Linked DNA regions of Arabidopsis thaliana: region 1 is linked to region 2. Evidence: chromatin contacts called from public capture Hi-C data. All regions are on one chromosome and are shown on one strand. The core of a region is the stretch at or near the end of the contact, and the rest is flanking DNA. Distances in the headings are between cores, read along the strand shown.

The links. Capture Hi-C pulls out chosen DNA fragments and counts their contacts.
Region 1: a contact with region 2 is called in a capture Hi-C map of shoot, with 2.7 times the contacts expected there. A contact is called at or near these places in 3 of 26 Hi-C or Micro-C datasets (root, rosette leaf and vegetative nucleus) and 1 of 3 other capture datasets (shoot).

Annotation. Positions count from the first base shown.
Region 1 is chr3:8,860,178-8,866,939 of TAIR10.1, forward strand. AT3G24420 (alpha/beta-Hydrolases superfamily protein) reads right to left here and starts at 5,062. Exons shown (of 2, transcript NM_113349.4): 1 at 4,318-5,062; 2 at 2,636-3,366. The coding sequence starts at 4,706. The coding sequence ends at 2,934. It also overlaps the pseudogene PERK2.
Region 2 is chr3:8,810,490-8,817,402 of TAIR10.1, forward strand. MYB305 (myb domain protein 305) reads right to left here and starts at 1,994. Exons shown (of 2, transcript NM_113337.4): 1 at 1,561-1,994; 2 at 522-1,375. The coding sequence starts at 1,841. The coding sequence ends at 847.

The DNA of each region.
Region 1 (6,762 bases), core at 3,812-6,311, 53 kb after region 2:
AGAGAGTTTATTTTTTATTTTTTCTAACCATGGAGGTGAAACTCGAGAGTGTTGTTGGGAACAAACTCATAGACAAGCAATCTTTGAGCATCGGCGATGCAATAACCGACAAGAGCAACCAAATGTCTATGATGTACTCGGCTAATGATCCCAACCTCTGCTTGAAACTCTCTTTCTCCTTGAGAACTCCCTTCTTTCAATTGTTTCACAGCAACTTCTTTCCCATTACGTAACATACCTTTGAACACGTATCCGAAACCGCCTTGTCCTAACAAATTGGCCTCAGAGAATCCATTGGTGGCTCTAGATAGCTCCTCGTAATTGAAAGTGCCTTGATATATGCCTAAGCCTAATGCAAGCCCTGGTGATGGTGGAGGAAGAACTGATTGATCCGAGTAGTTTGAGTCGTAGTCTCCGCTGCTGCCGCTGCTCATGAAATGCGGTGGACGTGGTGGTGCAGAGGAGGGAGACTTCGGTGGTGGCACTGACATCACCACGTGATCTGATCGTCGTGATGCATTTTGTTGTTGCTGACCACCGTAAGGGACTCCATCTGAGAAACGCATGAACATAATATCTATAAAAACGGTCTCTCTATGGATCCATATACAAGTTTAAAAATGTAGAAAAAACATGTAATAGAATTATCATAAAATGCATATTCATGATTAATTTCCCCAAATATATGAAAATGACGTATATGTAAAAGAAAATGTAGATAATCTAGTTAGCACAACTATATTACGTTCTAAATGATTATATCTAGCCGAGTAGAAGGGAAAATATAGTTCAAGAAAATGTAGATAAGTCATACTTCAAGATTCAATTTATTTTAAATCTTTGTTTTACCTATGGGAGCAGGGGGTGCTTCATTGTCTCTTCGTCGTTTCTTCTTACAAAGGAAAAATATCAAAGCCAATGCCACAAGAAGCACAAATCCTCCTCCTATGGCGATCCCGACCATAGCTCCCTTTGATAATTCTTTGGAAGATTGTGCCGGTGGAGAAGAGCCTGGAGTGGTAGATGGAGTACTAGGAGATCTCCCGCCAGAGGGACTCGCTGGAGGTGGAGGGCTCAGACTGCCTACCCGAGGAGGAGGAGTGGGTGTTGAGGGAGGTGGCGGAGATCTTGGCGGAGTTGAAGGAGTGGCGGGAGAGGGCGGTGGAGGAGAAGAAGGCCTCAAGGGAGAAGACGGTGGAGGGGAAGGCGTCAAGGGAGGTGAAGGAATGCTTGGAGATGGAGGCGGAGGTGAAGGGGTGGTGGGAGACGGAGGCAGAGGAGATGGTGTCAAAGGAGGTGAAGGAGTGATGGCAGGTGGAGGAGAAGGAGTCAAGGGAGGTGAAGGAGTTGTGGGAGAAGGCGTCAAGGGAGGTGAAGGAGTTGTGGGAGATGGAGGCAGAGGAGAAGGGGTCAAGGGAGGTGGGGGAGAAGGCGTAGAGGGAGGTATAGGAGGAACGGTGGTAGGTGGAGGTGGAGGAGGAAGGGCGGGTGGAAGGGCAGTAGGCGGAGGTGGAGGGGGAAGGGCGGGAGGAAGGGCAGTAGGTGGAGGTGGAGGAGTAACGGGCAGAGGCTGAGGCGGAGGAGGAATTGGGAGAGGCTGTGGAGGAGGTGACGGAGTACCACCGGGAGGCGGCGCCGATGACATATCTTCCCGCTAGTAAAAAAAAATAAGCGACGGGATAAAGAAGAAAAAAGAATGTTAAAAGCGGGAAAAGAGGTCTGATCTCTCTTGCCACCGAGACTAGACTTGAGTTTTGATTACTTCAATCTTTTTAAAAAACCTTTGGTACACCGATATAGAGGAGAATATACGTAATCTTATTTTTGTATGAGTTATATAGTTTGTGTTCTTCTTGCATCAAAAGCGAAAGAAAGAAATGAGAGCACTTACTACATTGACATTTCTCCGATGTTTATTATTAACTATCTAACATCAAGTTACACCAAAATAATCCATTCAAACTGAAACGTACGGACAATAAATAAGTATTTTGTTAATCATATTCAATCAAGGTTCTTAATAACAGCTTTAACAAAAAAAAAAAGGTTCGTAATAACAGGCCAATTATATCAATATGGTTCTTTCAGATATCCAGATAATGTTTTTGCTCTTCAGATAATATATGTTTATGTAAATAATTATTATTGTATCAGGGTCAATGTCGTATCATTCTATATATCTTGTTTAAAACATCCCACAAGACGCTTAATCTAAGTAGAAATAAAAACAGAAGTCAACGACTGATTGCAATGATACTTTGTCAAGTTTGGTTTGGTCAAATATTTTGTTTTTGTCAAATTGATTTAATAAAAATACCAGTGATATATGGTCCGAACAACCAATTTTACTTAATGTTGGTAATAGTATTATTTTTATTTTTGTTAACTTAGGAAATCTTAGGTCGAAACTCTGACTATGTAATAATATATAGGGCTTATAAAACATCGGACAAACAACGAACGTTCAAACGAAGAACTTAATACACGACGTCATTCAAGAATGGATCAAGCTTTTGTTGATTTTCAAGTGTGTATGTTTACAAGAAGGTCAAAATAATTTGGTAGTGGACATTGGACAAGCATGCCAAAATGGCCAAAACAAAGTCCACTATCAATTGTCTACAACACTATAACCTTTTTCATTATGTATTTGTCTTTTTCTTGGAATGTTTTATTCAACAACAACAAAATTATCGTAAGAAATAAAAAATTTGACAGTGTGATATAAAGAAACTTATAACATATTACTTTCAATCCTATGTTTAAAAAAAAAACACTAAAAATGAAAATCATTGTGCTAAGAATATAATAACACATTCACATTACACAAACATATATGAAAAATTCTAATAGACCCACTTCGTTATATTAGTAATACGATATTATAGACAAGAAGAAACTCGATCAAACGACGCAAAGCTCTTATATAAGCCTTAAAACTCAAGGAGGCGCCTCATGACGCCAAGCAGCTCCAAATGTGATGTCATCTGTGGAAAATGCCCGATCGCGTCCTCGATGATCTCCACTGTCGATTTCCCCTTAATCTTCTCCTGCATGAAGTATGCGACGGAGACAGGCACTACGACGTCGTTTCCTGGTTGTATGACATGGCAAGGCACTGACACTTGTCCCAAAATCTCTCTCTCGTCGCTACCAAACACTATCTTAGCTAAGGCAAGAGCTGTCTCGGGCTTCATCTTCTTAAGGGACTTCTCGAACCTTTGGACCGAGAGAGAGTCTCTCGAGTCGACCACGAATGAGGAGAAATCAACCGCCCAAGCTTCGTAGTTGGAGCCAATGCTGGTAATGATCGTGTCAATGTCTTTTGACTCAAACCCTCCTTTGTAATCCTCACTGTTTATATACCTATTTGCATTTCAATCTAGTAACGTTACTAATTTGATCATCTAAATATCATTTTCTCTTTGCGCAAAAAAAAAAAATCATTTTCTTTTATATTATAAGTACGTTGCATTGATATATATAGTCAAACATTATCAATTGTTGCATTAAATTATGGCCGACTTTCTCACCTATAACTATAATAAATATCTAAAGTAATCAGTCAAAGTATGATACTTCAAACAGTTAACTCCCATTCGATAATTTCTATATATAGGAGAATATAGTATGTTAGTGGTCCACGTGATATATAAAGATGGGTTAAGTTTTAGTACTTCTAACTTTAAAAATGACAATAAATATATTGATTCATCATATGATAATAAAATCATAACACATTTTTTCTAATTTTCGATGTATCTGTATGAAATGAATGTCTTATTGACATATTGATAGCATATGTAGCATGTTTACATATATTCATCTACGTATATATGCGTAGACTGCAGAGAAGTAAGAGAAGATGTGATCATATGTCATATCCATCCAACAAGCTAGAAGCTGATCATGTCCACATGTTCAACACTTGGCAACAGTTACACTTCATTACATATAGATATCAACCACATAAAAACTATTAAATATTGGCTAATATAGTATATTATTGTAAATCATTATTTTTATTTTGTCTTTTTCCTCAAACACATATTCACGAAGGAATCTTGTACGATCGGTCAGACTGTATAACCTTATAATTTTGATTGCATGTGCTTAGATTTCTCTTTCGAACGTAAATTATAAATTCTAAATCATCGGTCTTCATCTTATTTACAGATATATTATCATATTTTATAAATAGATTCAATATATAGGCCTAAATGATGTTATACAGAACAGAAATAGATTATACATATGCTTTGATTTTTACTTCCAATTATGATTAAGGGTAAGTGTTATACTAAGAGTGAAGCGTACCTTGGAGAAGCAGCAATAAGGAGAAGATTTGTAAACAAGTCGGGCCTTTTAATAGAAGCAGCACAACCGATCACCCCCGACATGGAATGGCCTACGAACACGACAGGGCCAAACTTCAACTCCTCCATAAGAGCAATGAGATCGTCAGAGAAGACGTCTAAGGAGTTATACTTTGAAGGGTCATAGAGAGTTTGATCTTTAATGGCTCCAGAGAAAAGCCAGTCAAAGACCAAAACTTTGAAGGATTGGGACAAGACCGGTATTATTTTATCCCAAACCGACTGGTCGCCTCCGAAACCGTGTGCCAAGACCATCGATCTCTCTCCTGAACCGATGATTTTGGCGTTCATAGCGGATGCAAGGCCGGATATCTTCTGATTAACCACCATGCTTAAGTACAAGAGTTTTGTTAGATGGGACAACTTTGATAAGTTGTGTGCGTATATATAAAGGAGAAGAGAGATGGATTAGGTTTATGGTTCTTTAATTGACATTCAACCACCGATTTTATTAGGCTCGCATTTTGGTACATCCAAACATTTATGGCCTTTTCAACAATGGCTGTATTTGTATTCATTGTCCATCTACATAGCATCTTAGAGGATAAAACAATATCCATCATAAATAAGAATATACTACTCCATGTGAAAACGAAACTCTACTTTTTGGTAGTATTAAAAAGGTAATAATTATTTGGACTCGATATGAAGTATATATACTAGTTTTGTTTGTATGTGTAAAGTTTAGAGTATCAAAGTGTCTTTCTTTTTTTTTGGTGTGTATCAAAGTGTCTTTTTTTCTATCAAACAATGCATTTGTTGTAAAAACAATATTTTTTTCTTTTAAAGCTAATTTATTATTATTTTCGAAAAAATAAATGCATTAACTAATCTGACATTTAGACGTCAACATGATCTCAAATTCTCAATACATTAACATAACCATAAATCTTAATTAAGTTATAGTCAATGAAGAATAAAGCACACGGCAAATTCTAATAAATTGATTAACATCAATCCTTGCTAATCATAGGAGTCATCTACGAAACGTATAAAATGACCTTTTGTCTTACAATAATAACAACGCAAATTAATATAATTCTATTATATATACATCATTTTCGTTTCTCTCCCTTAGACTTTCGCATATATAGACACATCGGAAAAATATAAAATACAAGCAACTAATTGTAATCAAGTTTCTTTCTTTAATAACAAATCTTCAGAAGAATGGATATGAAAGAAAACGATATTTATTGTAATTAAATGTTTTCAATTTATATAGTATAATAAAACACATATATTAGTATACACCAATGACTCATTAGCTATATTTGATATTTCAAAAGCAGTAGCTGTGCGTGGAGTCAATATCTCGCCACCAACCGGGGAAACTGGTATTTAAAAGTGTATAAAAACGGAGATAAAAAAAAAAGGTGTACTTCTTTGACTTCTCTTGAAACAAAATTTTCTAGCTAGCTGCAAATACTTGGTTTATAAACTGGAATCCATGCTCTTTAAATTTCTGTGATGAAGAGGAAAAGCCTAAAAACGGAATAAAAAAACAGTACACGTGAGATGACTTGGAAAATCTTAAAAGACTCATTGAAAGGACTGAATTAAGTGTGAAAATATTGTGTTTTATATGTATAAACCATATATATATAACTTATATAACAAAGTAATGCGTCTGTGTAACTTTTCATAAGAAAAGATACCCAACAAATAAAAACAATGAACAATCGTCGAAAACCTAATCTAGGGATAGCCAATAAAAAAGCCTCTAAAATATCGAAACCAGAACGTGTAAGGTCCCCAATAACTTCGCTTAAAACTCAAAAGTACTCAAATTTATGTGAGGTTTAAATTGGTTCAAAGGTAAAACCAGAGATATCTGGGCGAGAAAAAAAAAGACAAGAAGCACACAACCGCCCATGAGGAATCTGAAGGACCAGACCCCAAAAGTTTTGTTTTGTCCATACCTTGTCATTTTCTTCTTCCAAATTTGGACCAATTATTATTTTACATTAAACTCAGAAAAGGTTTGAAATTTTCCTTTATCTTCACAGTTAATGATTTAGAGTAAATGTGTAAAGCATTCGAATATAATTACTGTTTTCACAAAAAGAAGAAGAATAATATTTTAGGTGTTGTTTTTGCATGTATGGATACAAAAGCTAGCCTCTATGCCTAATTGTGTTAGTATAGAGTGATCGATACTATAGAAGCTGTACTTTTTTCCGTAGATAACTAAAGACGAGGGGCAAAGCGATTCTCCACAAGAAGAGTAATTCCATCATATGTATAGCATAACTTTTTTGACTTTTTGACCTAAAGAAAAAAAGCATACTTATTTGACTAAATAAATTCGGTTCTGTATAAAGGCTGAAATACTGGAGAAAAAGCTTAGTTTTGTCGTGTAGTGATCAATGTATATTGACAAAAG
Region 2 (6,913 bases), core at 744-3,243:
TCTACTTCATCACTATTACAAGATATTAATATTTTCCTATCCGGTAAAACTTACTTTATTAACATACAAATTTCGCATTTTTCCGATAATTGAATTCCAAACATAAAATAAAATAAACTTTTTGGTCAAACACTTAATGATATGAGCTTCCAAAAATATTAATACACATTTAAGATCTAAATAATTTTGGAAAGAAAGCTAAATAAATATGAACAAACAAGGGAAATTAACTAGAAATTTTTTTTGTTTTAAAAAAGCGGATCACTGGTTTTTATTTTTATTTTCTTTTAAAATTTATGTTTAATTTTACTTTCTAATAATGAACTAGTGTATGATGATGATCCGGAAGACTATCCAACATGCAGTTAAGTGTTAAAAAAAATTTTAATTAAGTTTACGAGAGGCTTTAATAAAAGAGCTAAGTACATACTGGAACTATTAAAAGCAACCAAATTGAACAGAACACTTTCTATTAATCTACAAGAAACTCATTAGGATAATCCAAGTTGGAATAATCTACTGTAATATCTTAATCTCATCAAGAAGATATTTTCACTACAATATGCAAGTGACAAAAAAAATATTTGATCTATTGGAGTGAGTTGTGTTGTACTACCATTGACATAAGCATTCTTCCACATACTTTCTTAAATTCTACTACATCACTCTTTTATGATAAAACCAAATGAGCTTCTTACATCACACACAATTCATACCAAAATTATATATGTTAAAACCAAAAATCTCAAATAAATGAAACCACAAACTAAACTCAAACTCGACCTAAGTTGTCGGTCAAGTTTTTCTCTTTCATTATCCGGCAGATAAGATATTTTAAAGGTCAAGTTAACAGAAGGGAATGACCATGTTCTGGAAATAGTGCTTCCTTGGGGCACAAGCAGCGCCACCAAAACTTCCTTGTCCTTCAAAATCCAGATTCCATAAACCGTCCCAAATAGCGTTATCTTCATTCACATTAGCCTCAGGTATTGTTACCGGAACCACCGGGTAATACCCGTTACTATTTGGTTCACAACCAGAAGTTGTTGTTGAATGTGTGATCTGATGAGGTACATATAATGCTCCACTTTCGCCACTACTGCTACTGCTGAAGGTGTTATCACCATTGTTGTTGTCGTCATCTAGTAACGACATGATCTTTTTCATGTCGATTTGATTGAATTGAAGCAACTGTTGTTCTTGCTGCAACTCCATTTGTCTTTGCTGCTGAAATTGTTGCCTCTTCAAGATTCGGTTCTTTGTCTTCTCCGCACTGTTAGTTGGAGACTTCGTCTTCTTCTTGAAATGGGTTCGCCAATAGTTCTTGATTTCGTTGTCTGTTCTTCCCGGTAAACTACGTGCAATCGTGGACCACCTACAAATACAAATCATCAGACAAAAAACCTTAGAATAAGGAAAAAGAGATGAGTTACTTATTAGGGTAAAGCTACAATTGTTTCATATTTTAGTTTCGAATGTAATGAAAAAAAGTTAAGAGAAGAAAATTCTATTTAGCATACTAGAGGATGTGAATAAACAATCAAAGCTTAGGTTAATTACCTATTGCCCCACTTAGCATGTAACTCAAGGATAATGGTTTCTTCATGAGGAGTGATTTGTCCTCTCTTGAGGTCTGGTCTTAGGTAGTTAACCCATCTTAACCTGCAGCTTTTCCCATTTCTCTTCAACCCCGCGAGCCTCGCAACAGAGTTCCATCGCCCTTCACCGTGAAGCTGCACATAATCGATCAAAAGGCGGTCTTCTTCAGCAGTCCAAGGCCCTTTTCTCCAACCTTCTTCTACCATTCCCCATCCTCCTCCCATCCCTCCCCACAAACTCATTATTTCTTCTTAGTTTTTTTTTCTTTAGTGAAAGCTAAATAAGAGAAGTAGTGTCTTCTCCTTCTCTAACAGTCCCACCAATCTCTTTTTGTCTCTCTGTCTTGTGAAACCTAAGTGTTCCTCTGTTTTGTCTTTGTGTTGTGTTTTGTTCTGTTTTTCCTCTTCCCCTTTCATTATTTATATATACACTCACTCTAGCTCCTTGGCTCCACCACTTTTTTTGTTTGTTTGTTTTCTATAGAGATATAGACTAGTGACAAGACAATCTTTTTACATTTTTAGAGTTGTGTACCTTTTAGAATCATAAATATCATCTAACCACTAACTAAAAGAAAATTCCGTGCAATATACATACCTTTTTCCCCTTAAACTACAAAAATAGTTCTACAAGCTCTTAATTAGCAATAATTAGAATTTAATGTAAACACAAAAGAATTACGAGAACTTGGGTGCTCTCGTTACCCCTTTTCACTGGTCGTTTTCATAAGTCTTTCGTATGTATCATTTCCTCTGTCCATTCAACTCTTGATCTCCAAAGGCATCATCATACACAAATTACTAAATTACCCCTCTTGTTGGTATATTTCTTTTGAGTTTTAATCATGGATGAAAACATGCATTGATACATTAAACCAAAACTTTTCTTCTTTTCTCCAACTACATTTTGAGTCCTTAGTTGCTAACCAAATCTGAAAGACAAAAGTTTACAAGTTTAATTTTTTTAAAAACAATTCTAAGAATCTAAGCTTAATAGTCTCTGTATGGGAATTACAAGTATAGAAATTAATAAAACCCGAGAAATTAGAAAAGTTAACACATTGTAAACTAGTGTCATGGTAGGTTGAAATTTTTTGGATTAATTCCAAGGAGACGTAACAATGGTGAGTTGTGGCTACTTCATCACAATCAGTTTCAAAAACCTATCAATATATATCCTTATAGAAAAATATTCTTCATAACCTATAACAAAATTTTCATCTTCAAATGAAACAGTGAAGGGTCCAATGAAAATTTTCCCTTGAAGCACTATCTGATCGTCTCCCTATAGGCTATAAGCAAATACTTCTTACGCATATGGTGGAATGAATCAGAAGAATTTTACGAGCTATCGATCCCACATCAAAATTTCTGAAAAGGTCTTCCCAAAGAGTATCTTTCCTACATAACCTCGACAGACCAAGATAACCGTTCACTTACTACACAAGTTTTAAACTCATTAGTTTTAGGGTTTTTGTTTTTAATATGTTAAACCAAAAAAAAGAAAAATAAATTAAATCAAACAGAAATTATATTTGTATATATATATATATATATATATATATATAAACGAATTCAGCCTAAATCAAAAACTAAACAGATCCAAAGCATAATTTATTTGATTTCAGTTAGAATTCTATTGAAAAGTTTAAGAAACTAAATCAAATTTAAATGTTATAATTATTAAGCCACCCAAGCTTCATCATTCTCATATACACGAAACGAGGATATTACAGGGCTATTCATTTTGATCCATTATTTTATGCAAGATTAAAGAAATAATGTTAAGGCATTAGGTAACATGGTTTAACAAGGCATCAAATCCAATAGAATAATCCTTTTAATCTAAATTTTTATCTTTTTGATAGGGTTAAGCTAAAGTTATTTACAACTTGTGTTTTGTTGCCACGTATATGATCTAGAGGTTTAATGCAGGGACATATATTATGATTATTATAATTATTTAACTTCCTTAATGAACATTTTCTTAGAAAGCATAATTAAAAGTAAAAGAATATCATGGTGCTGGATTATTTTAAGGTTATACACATTATTGAACCACTAAGGTTTCTCCAAGTGTCAAGGATATTTATACATGCGATCTTACACTAATCTTTGTTGTTGTCGTATAAGATTCGTTGGATTCCACATAAGGAGTTATTACAATAAACTATAGAAACAAACCAAATAATATGAAAAAGTTGATGGTGTTTGTACGTCACCATGGGACAGGTGGTCTTATAATTCTCTCCTCTTAGATATTTGTAATGTCTCTTCTCATTTCTTTCTAGATATTGTGATCAATCCAAAAAAATGAATGTCTAGCGTTTCCATCTTTTTCCATAGTAGAAATCAAACAAAAAAATACTGCAAAATACTAATATAACAAGAAATATCTACGTGAAAGATGAGTTATTATATGTCATTAATAGCGTTTTATGAAAATCACAAACTATGTATTATGTCTCTGGTTTCATGTTGGGTACGTATTTCAGATGAACCTAAAACCAAAACTATCGGTTGGTTTTTGTTTCTAAAATACATATAACATTTTCAGTAACATCCAATAAATAGGATACTGAATGTTAAGTTTACGTGTATACATATTGCAACTTATTTATCAAAATATCAATTGGACGGTTGAAATTTCTTTTGTTAAGTCCATGACAAAACTAACGTCAACTCCAAATTTTTGATGCGACAAAACATAGTAGTTAGTTAATTAGCACTACAAACATTAGACTAATTTTCTAGAACTAGGGTCGGATTTAGGGTATTTCATGCCAAGCTTGACCGATCGACTGACCGATCCACTTGCTAGTCAAAGGTAATAGATTTTCTTTTTAATATAGATTACCTATGAATGAATCTTTTAAATGCCAAAATAAGGTACATCATCAAATCATAATTACTTAAATAATGCGTAAACTGATCGTATGGGTTTTGAATCTCTCAAGCTGTTACGGTGGAACTATTGGGGCACTTCGAAGATTAGGACAATTTCTAAGAAGTGAAACGAAATACGTTAAGACCTAATCTCTAGAATATAGTTCCCGTGTCTTTCCAAAGACATTTGATGCCTATAAAATATAAATCACATGACTGATCGGAAGAGTCGAAAAACACAAATAGAACTATGGTGAAAATTCAAATGGTTCAACAGATTTTTATTTTCTAAGTATTTTAATCAGATTTTGTTCACAAAGCAATTCTCAAATTTGTGTACCTCAACGGCTCAGAGACTACAGACACAAAGGCGTGCCTATAAGACGTCAGCAATATCATTCACTGATTATACATAAAAAATAATTTTTAATTGAATGATTAGACACTAATCACTTTTTTAATTCCACATGATTAATTATTTAATTGAATCATCTAATAAAGTTTTGTCGTTGGAGGTCATTTGAACTCCGTGTTTCGTACGGGTTTTCATATTATTTCTGACCTTTGTACTGCAAAGACATGTTTAGCAGCTAAGCATGTGATTTTGCTAGATATGCTTTTACGTTAAGAATTATTTATTTTATTTTAAAGTATGTCTTTTCAGGAGAATTATTATTTTTTTTTTTGTTTTTTTTCACATCATATCCCTCTCAAATTATTTGTAGTTTATGTGTGATTTGTTTTGGTATATATAATGTGTGAATTTGTTTTTTTAGAAACACTAGAGACTCCGTATTGAAATGTTTATTTAAATTATTTGATAGAACTCTTTTTTATAAACACATGTTAAAAAGACGGTCTTGCTCTATATCAGAAAATAAATTATCAAAACTTACTCCTAAACTATATCCGCTAGAATTTGTGTGTGGAGAAATATCGAAAATATAAATTCACATTTGGGATAAACAAAACATAAATTTTTAAAATGTCATAATTTAAAATTTAGTTTAATGTTTTTGATAAAACGGTCAAATTTCGTTGATTTGGCTACTTGGGATAAATCATTAAATTTTTGTTAACAAGTTTAATTTTTATTAAAAAATAAGAAAGAATATTGAACCAAAATCGAATTGATGATCTTTTAGACTAATACAACAAACTTTAAACCATTGAAGCACGATAGCATTTTCGTATGCTAGATATAATACTAGGTAGTAAGAGATGTGAAAGAAAAAATGATTGCAAAGAACGGATAACTTTGACTAATTTCTTACTAGATACGACAATTTTATCAAATATTTCGAATCGTACAAGTAATAAAATAAACAAAAATTCAAATCCAACGTTTCTGCGTGAGATGCAACTTGGCATGTACTTTGTTGATCAAATCATCGTAATCTTTTGTGTAACTTATATAACATTTTCGTCATTTTTTTTTTAAGTTTTCCCCCTTTTTGGTGACTTTCTTTGTCGATTAAAAATAAAGTTTGCACGATACTTTGGAATTAGCTTTTAAATTAATTATAATAATGTTGTTCCTATCTTAAGTTGAAAGTGCAGGGATGTGTACTTGCCAATAATCTTCTAGAACCAGAGTGAATCATTGTTATTCTCACAGCTTTGATTACAAACATTTCCCCCCAAAAATAAAATAATACAAAAACCATATATCAATTGCAAATCTATGGGTTCATATATGGTTTTGGTAAATTCTTTTATCTTTGGTTGTGACCCATATGGAGTATGACCTTGGCTGTGACCTTATTTGTGGATTCTAAATCTAGGACTTGGTTATAGTCGATAGACTCAATATGGATTGTAATTTCATAAATAGGATTTATGCAAAAAATGTATATGGGGAATTGTATTAGTAAAAAAAAAATCATTTTGCGGCATATCTTACCAAAGTTCGAATTCCGGTTATTGCGTTATCATGCATAATAGAGATTGAATTATGCGACTTGTCCATTCCAATAATGTCAAAAACAATTGACAATTTTTTATAACACTACTGAAAATAGGCACATTTAAACTTTTATTATATAAAATTAGAAATAGGCTTACTTAGAGGGATTTCCATAAACTTTTCCAAAAACTATTTGTTTCTGCACACACTCTGAAAGAAACTCATCTCTTCCCATCTAAAGATTTCAGACTCATCACAGTGCTCCTTACTCAAGCTATTATCTAGAACATTTAGAAAGAGCAGAATTCAAGAACCATATATGTTTCACGTTCGCCGGCTTCCATAGCAAGTGACATCATAACAAGATGTTTCTTGGCCTTTCAAACTTCTATATTTATTACATCAGGCCATTCTCCACATCCTTTTGGTTTTAGCATTATGATCCAACCACACCATGACGATTTCATGTGCAAGTTTCCTGAAATCTTCTTATAGGAAGAGTTTTTTTGCCATTATAATTCAC